2 separate regions of the Sus scrofa genome follow, and region 1 is linked to region 2. Evidence: chromatin contacts called from public Hi-C data. All regions are on one chromosome and are shown on one strand. Each heading gives the region's core, a stretch centred on a gene start, on an enhancer-like site or on the middle of the called end of the contact. The rest is flanking DNA. Distances are from core to core; before and after follow the strand shown.

Region 1 (3,152 bases), core at 505-3,004, 160 kb before region 2:
CCCAGCCCTGTGGCAGTTTCGGGGAGGCAGGGGCACCTGAAGGGTGGGGATGACCTGGGGCGCTCCCTCCGTCCAGGTGAGGCTTATGCAGCCTGCTGACCGTGGCCCTGGTAAGCTTGGAATGGGACTCGAGGGCCTGGGCTCTGCCTCTGGGCAGTGGGGGCAGTGCCTCTTGCCCTGGTTGCCTGTTTGGGCCACAGGTGAGGTTCAAAGGGGCCGAGGATGGTTTTTCACCTTTGTGGTTTGAACGCTGTGAGGAACGATGCCATGGCTCATGGGGGGAGGGGGTGAACCCCAAAGACCTTTGCCCTCTGTTTCTTTGAGCTTCAGTGAAAACACTCCGGGATCTGGGGAGGCCCTTGGGCCTGTTTCAAAATACTTTATTTTTTCGCTTTTCAGGGCCGCGCCCACAGCACATGGAGGGTCCCAGGCTAGGGGTCGAATCGGAGCCTACACCACAGCCACAGCAACGCCAGATCCAAGCTGCATCTGCAACCTACACCTCAGGTCATGGCAATGCCGGATCCTTAACCCACTGATCGAGGCCGGGGATCCAACCCGCAACCTCATGGTTCCTAGTTGGATCATTTCTGCTGCTCCACGACGGGAACTCCTAAAATAGATATTTCAATCCAGGCTGCTAACAGGGGTAGGAGGTCAGGTGGTAGTAAGTCCCCAGGGCAGTTCTGCATTTATTCCTGGCATCTAGATGGTTCCACCATCAAGGCCCTGTTTAACCCTCAGCCTCACCCTAACCCAACCTCAGCCATCATGGCAGGAAAGATCTGCGCCCTGCCCCTCTGCACAGCCCCCTCATGGCCCCATACCTTGCACATGTTTCTCCCTCCATTTGGAACCCTCTTCCCTTCCCCCATCTCACCACGTCTCACATTTTCCTCAAGACTCTGGGCCCTCTTCTCAGAAGGGTTTCCTGACCACCTTCAGCCCTGGCGAGGAGCCCGGCTTCCCGACTCCCGTCTGCTGCCTGTCCCCACCACCACCACCGGGGCCCTTACCACACGGGCATCCAGCCTGTCTCCCATTCTAGGCCGTGGGAGAGACCCCGGTGGGAGACTTGGACTTCAATGGTTCAGGGTCCCCAGGTCCTGGGCACAGAGCCACCAGTGTTGGTTAAGTCCTAAGAATCACTCACACATGGCATCGCCAGCTGTGAGCCAGACCTGCTCTAAGCCCTGCACACATGGAAGGTTCCATGGCTTTCCCCAGATCATGCCCCGGCAGAGGTGAGACCCACCTGTAGTGAGACTTCCTGGTGTGGCTGGGGGCGGGTGGCAGTGCCAGTGACTAACCCATACTGGTGTGCCCTCCCCGCATGCCCTGGAACACCACGGGGACTGTGCTGTGCTCTGTCTCCAGAGCTGCGGAGCAGATGCACCTTCATTCATTCAGTCAGTCAATCAAAAATCACTAGCTCCGCTGGCTGCTCCACCTAGACTGGGCCGTAGGGCCCCAGCGCGGCCTGCGGAGCTAGTAGACCAGCAGGGCTGATCCGCGCTTCCCTGCTCCCCGGGAAGTGGGCCCAGAGCCCCCTCTTCCCCTTCCACAGCATCGCTGCCCGGCTACTTTCCTCCCATCAGATGGGCGTGCGCCGGGTCCCCCGCCGTGGCCTCCGCGCTGGCACACAGCAGGGGCGGTAGGGGCTCTGGGGCTCTGGGGCTGCCCGGGGCCTGGGACCCGAGGGGCCGGGCCTCTCACCTGGGCCGCCCGCCGCCGCCCGCACTTCCTCCCGCCGCCCCGCCCCTTCCACATTCCTGCCCCGCCGGCCCCAGCTCGCCGCTCTCGGCGCCGGCCCTCCGCTGCCCCGCGATGAAGGCGGCCCGGGCCGAGCGCGAGGAGGTCAAGGTGGTCCTGGTGGGCGACGGCGGCTGCGGGAAGACGTCGCTGCTGATGGTCTTCGCCGAAGGCGCCTTCCCCGAGGTGAGCGGCAGCCCCTCGGGGCGCAGCGGGGCGCGCGGCCTGGGCGCATCCTTCCCCCCCACCCCACCCCCCGACGGGCTCGGGTCCTGCCTCCCAGCGGAGCGTGGGCTCCAAGGCCATTCTTGCTCTGCCATCGGGAGTGAAGGCCTCCGTGAGATCGTCTGTCAAGTGCCAAGAACGGCACTGCCAGGGGGGGTGTCCCAGGGACGGACCTAGGCCACCTGGGGACTCAGGGAGCCCTTGGTGGCCCAGCACGGCTAAGAGGGACGGCCGGCTCTGGAGCCAGGCCGCCTGGCTTCAGATCATGACTCTGCCACTTAAAGCTGTGTGACCTGCGGCCCGCCCCTTACCCTCTCTGTGCCTGTTTCCTTAAACCGTGCCACAGGAGTAATGATGGCGCCCACCTCCCAGGGTCGCTGTGCGGAATGGGTTCTTATAGGTCAGAGGCCAGCTCTGAGCTGCAACAGAAAGGACTCACTGAGAGGCAGCACAAGTTTTTCTGGAGAAACATCACTTCTCCCAACTCCTGCCCCGGCCGTGGGTGTCCCTTGGGCTCAGCCTTGGAGGGGAAGAGCACATGGGCTCGCCAGGCAGCTGGGTTGGCACCTCAGCCTCTCTAACAAACCCCGGGGGCCTCGGTACCTCGCTCAGCCTCTGGAGCCTCCCTTTCCTCACTCGACCTCGGGGGGAGGAGCGACCAGAGGGTGGGGGTGAGGTGGAATGAAGGTAAGGCTGAGAGAGCCCCTGGGTACCTGGCACATCCTTGATGCCTGGGCTCTGGATTGTCCTGGGCTGTGGACTGTCAGCCCTTCTCCAGCATGTTCATTGGCTCTCCAGGCAGACTGGCCGGCACCAGGACAGGGGCTGGACCACCCACCACCCACACTGCCTGCCCCCACCCCCTCAGCCCAGTTCTCCTGGGAGTCCCTGGATCTGCTTCCCGTATGACCTCTTCCCCCCCGCTGCCCCCATCCTGGCTCAGCATCCTTCGAACCCCTGGGGTGGTGCAGCGCTGGGGAATTGGATGGAGGAGGCAGGAGAGGCCAGGCCTGGTAACGGTGTCAGCCTTTCTTTCCACTGTGGCAGCATCAAGCCGACTCTTGCTTTGTGGTTTTGGGAGCTGACGTCACGTCCTTTGGCCGGTCACAGATTTTTTTTTTTTAGTTGGGGGAGGGCTGTGTTTCCAGGCCCCCAGATGGTCCCTGTGAGAACCA
Region 2 (3,107 bases), core at 83-2,582:
CCTTCTCTCACAGGTGCTGTGACAAGAGACTTTGGACAAAAATTGACTTGAGTAGATGTAAGGCTATTGTACCCCAGGCTCTCAGTGGCATCATCAAGAGGCAGCCAGTCAGCCTCGACCTCAGTTGGACCAACATCTCCAAAAAACAACTGACGTGGCTCGTCAACAGGCTGCCAGGTGAGCAGCCCTGCGCTGTCCTTCCAGGAACTGGGGGCGCTGGCAGGGAAAGCTTCTTAGAATTGCTTTAGGGCAGCAGTCTGTGCCATTGTTGTCTTTCTGCTTAGCAAGAGATTTACCCAGGCCCATCTTAACTGCCACTCCCCAAGGTGCCCCTGGAGACTGGCAGGCCAGTCTCTACACTGGACAGTGAAGAGAATGAGATCAGGTGCTCCTGTCAGCCCTGCAGGTCAGCATAGCCTCTGAAGAGGAAATTTGAGGAAGATGTTGCCTTGATTAACCCCTTATAAGACCTGGTTCCCTCTAGCGTTTTGGGATCTTGCAAGAAAAGGAAGTCACTCACACCTATATTGGTCTGATAGGAACTAAGCAGTCAATTTACCACCAGAATTAGATGTAACATAGGAGGAATTTTTGAGCTGGATTACTGGAATACGGTTAGGACATGGTCCTCTCTCCAGTAGACTGGAGCCTATTCACTTGGGTCAGCTCAGCTGGTAGCTGAGGCTTTGCATGGGCCCAGAGAGTGTATTATTGCGTGTCTCTTTCCTTCCGTCACAGGGCTGAAAGACCTCCTCCTAGCAGGCTGTTCCTGGTCTGCAGTCTCTGCCCTCAGCACCTCCAGCTGCCCCCTTCTCAGGACCCTTGATCTTCGGTGGGCAGTAGGAATCAAGGACCCTCAAATTCGGGACTTGCTGACTCCACCGGCTGATAAGCCAGGTATGCTCTGGGCCTGACTTCTTTGTGCTCCTCCTGGGGGAGCTTGGTCTTTCAATAGATTTCATTCCCCAGAAGCTGAGGTCTCAGAGATGATGCCGTTGCAGAGTAGAGGAGTGCACCTTGAAAACAGAAGGATGAACTGTGTCCACGCACAGATTAACTACTTACAGGCGGATAACTACCCTCAAGCAGAGGAGTAGATCCATTTGTGTGGGTCTGTGGAGTTTGGGGCCCAGAGAATATAAGCCTGAGGAAATCTGGGACGGCTTCGTGGTTGAGGTGGAGCACTGAAAGCCCTTTCCATGATGGTCTCGTGAAGTGTGGGAGTGTGGAGTGTGGGAGGGGAGGAGCATTCCTCACATAGCCCTTTGCTGTGTAAGCGAGGCCCAGTCCAGCAGCTGGGGAGAAGGAAAACGTGTCTGGTTTCCTAGAAACCGCCCCACACACTGCTCCCTCCCTGAAGGCTGGGCTGGGTGTGGGCAGTTCTGCTTCTTAACCCCTGCAGGGGGGCCTGGCCAGCAAAGAGTTTGGAGCTGGACTAGCATTCAGAGCTTTGACCTGGGCCCTTGGCTTGCCTGTGCAGGTCAGGACAATCGTAGCAAGCTCCGGAACATGACTGACTTCCGGCTGGCAGGCCTCGACATCACGGATGCCACGCTTCGCCTCATCATTCGCCACATGCCCCTCCTGTCTCGACTCGACCTCAGTCACTGCAGCCACCTGACGGATCAGTCCTCCAATCTGCTCACTGCTGTCGGGTCTTCCACTCGTTACTCCCTCACAGAGCTCAACATGGCAGGTATGCCGCTGCGACCTTTGATGACAGACAGTGCCCCCACCTCCTGGAAGCTCCGCCCACCTGGGCGCTTGGCCAGTAGACCAGAAAGAACATGGGCCCGTGGACTAAACCATGTTTGTTTGTTTCCTCACACCTGGACAAGGACAGAGTTCTTTCCCCTTTTTCACTGATGGGGGCCAAGGCCTCGAGCAGTTGTCCGGTGCCTGCGAGCACAGGCACCCCCAGTCTCAGTGTGGTCAGCCTTCTGGGGCAGGGAGTGCAGTGGCAGGGGACCTTCAGAGGCCTCGGCGCCAGCGGCACTTCTGGTCTCTGGGCCAGGTGTGGGGGAAAGGGGGCTTTTGTTTTAGCATTTTGAGGGCAAGGGCCGGGAAATTGAGCATCAGAAGTAGGCTCCCATGGCTGTGTGCACGTAGCATTGTCCTTGTGGTCACTTTCCCCACAGGTTGCAATAAATTGACAGACCAGACCCTGATCTACCTACGGCGCATCGCCAACGTCACCTTGATTGACCTTCGAGGATGCAAGCAGATCACTCGAAAAGCCTGCGAGCACTTCATCTCAGACTTATCCATCAACAGTCTCTACTGCCTGTCTGACGAGAAGCTGATACAGAAGATCAGCTAAGACACACCCAGCCCAGACTGAGCAGGAACCCGATCTTCCCTGACCCCCCGCCGGGAGAGGTCTCTCTCCGCTCCTGCACAGGCTCTGGGGCCAGTGTCACACTCCCTCTCTGCTCTCCTGCCCCTTGAGCCCTTCCCTGACAGGCGGGGCAGAGAGGGTGGTGGACACCAGGCTTCCCTGCCCGCTCCTCTCCCTCCTAAGGAGAAGGGAGTGGCAGATTGATGCAAGGGGAAAGCACAGGCTGTGTGTTGTCACGGTGCCTGCTCGCTTGCTCTCCCACCTGCCTGCCCGCTCGCCTGCCGGGAGGCCAGGCTCTCAGTTTGGGGTGTCTGCGCAGCCGTCATCTGCACTGGGCCCTGGGGCCCCCCTCCCCATCCATGATCCCCAGCAGTGCCTGGTTCTGAGCAAACTCCCAGGGAAGAAAGCGGCCCTGTGTCCGTGGCCAGGTTCTCCTCGTGGTGTCCAGTGCGTGTCTCTCCTCCGTCACACTCTCCCGGCTTAGGCTGGAGGGGCCGGCAGCCCCAGGAACGCCAGACCCATGCAGATCACACTGGTGCTGTTGAGGTGTTGAAAACCTCTTGTCCGTGTCCGTGCTCTCCCTCTTCTCCTCTCCTTTTAGCTTGATCCTGTCCAAAACTCGCGGTAGTTCACATAATGAGGTTACCCCGCTCCAACTTTCCTGCTAGTTTCTATGAAGTCCGTGTTGCACTTATTGGGGTTGAGGCTCTTCAGAGGAGCTGGAACTGTCTACCCCAGGGACACCCCCATTTTATTGCTTCCCAGGCAG

The links. Hi-C and Micro-C count contacts between places; a contact is called where the count stands out from the background.
Region 1: a contact with region 2 is called in a Hi-C map of liver, with 3 times the contacts expected there. The contact joins the promoter of RHOD here to the enhancer-like site in region 2. A contact is called at or near these places in 3 of 5 promoter capture datasets (fetal skeletal muscle and liver), 3 of 47 Hi-C or Micro-C datasets (embryonic fibroblasts, epiblast stem cells and liver) and 2 of 2 datasets of contacts at active chromatin or transcription factors (alveolar macrophages and skeletal muscle).

Annotation. Positions count from the first base shown.
Region 1 is chr2:5,402,816-5,405,967 of Sscrofa11.1, reverse strand. It overlaps RHOD (rho-related GTP-binding protein RhoD), which reads left to right and starts at 1,754. Exons shown (of 5, transcript XM_003353748.5): 1 at 1,754-1,938. The coding sequence starts at 1,828.
Region 2 is chr2:5,240,821-5,243,927 of Sscrofa11.1, reverse strand. KDM2A (lysine demethylase 2A) reads left to right here. Exons shown (of 20, transcript NM_001160090.1): 17 at 14-177; 18 at 739-897; 19 at 1,481-1,696; 20 at 2,139-3,107. The coding sequence ends at 2,320. Among named protein-coding and RNA genes, the nearest start is that of GRK2, 15 kb to the right of the region's middle. Within about 2 kb of position 1,332, at least 15 of the 83 cell types and tissues checked have an H3K27ac peak or open chromatin away from gene starts, as enhancers often do. A contact at or near this core is called in embryonic fibroblasts, fetal skeletal muscle and liver, where this site is marked.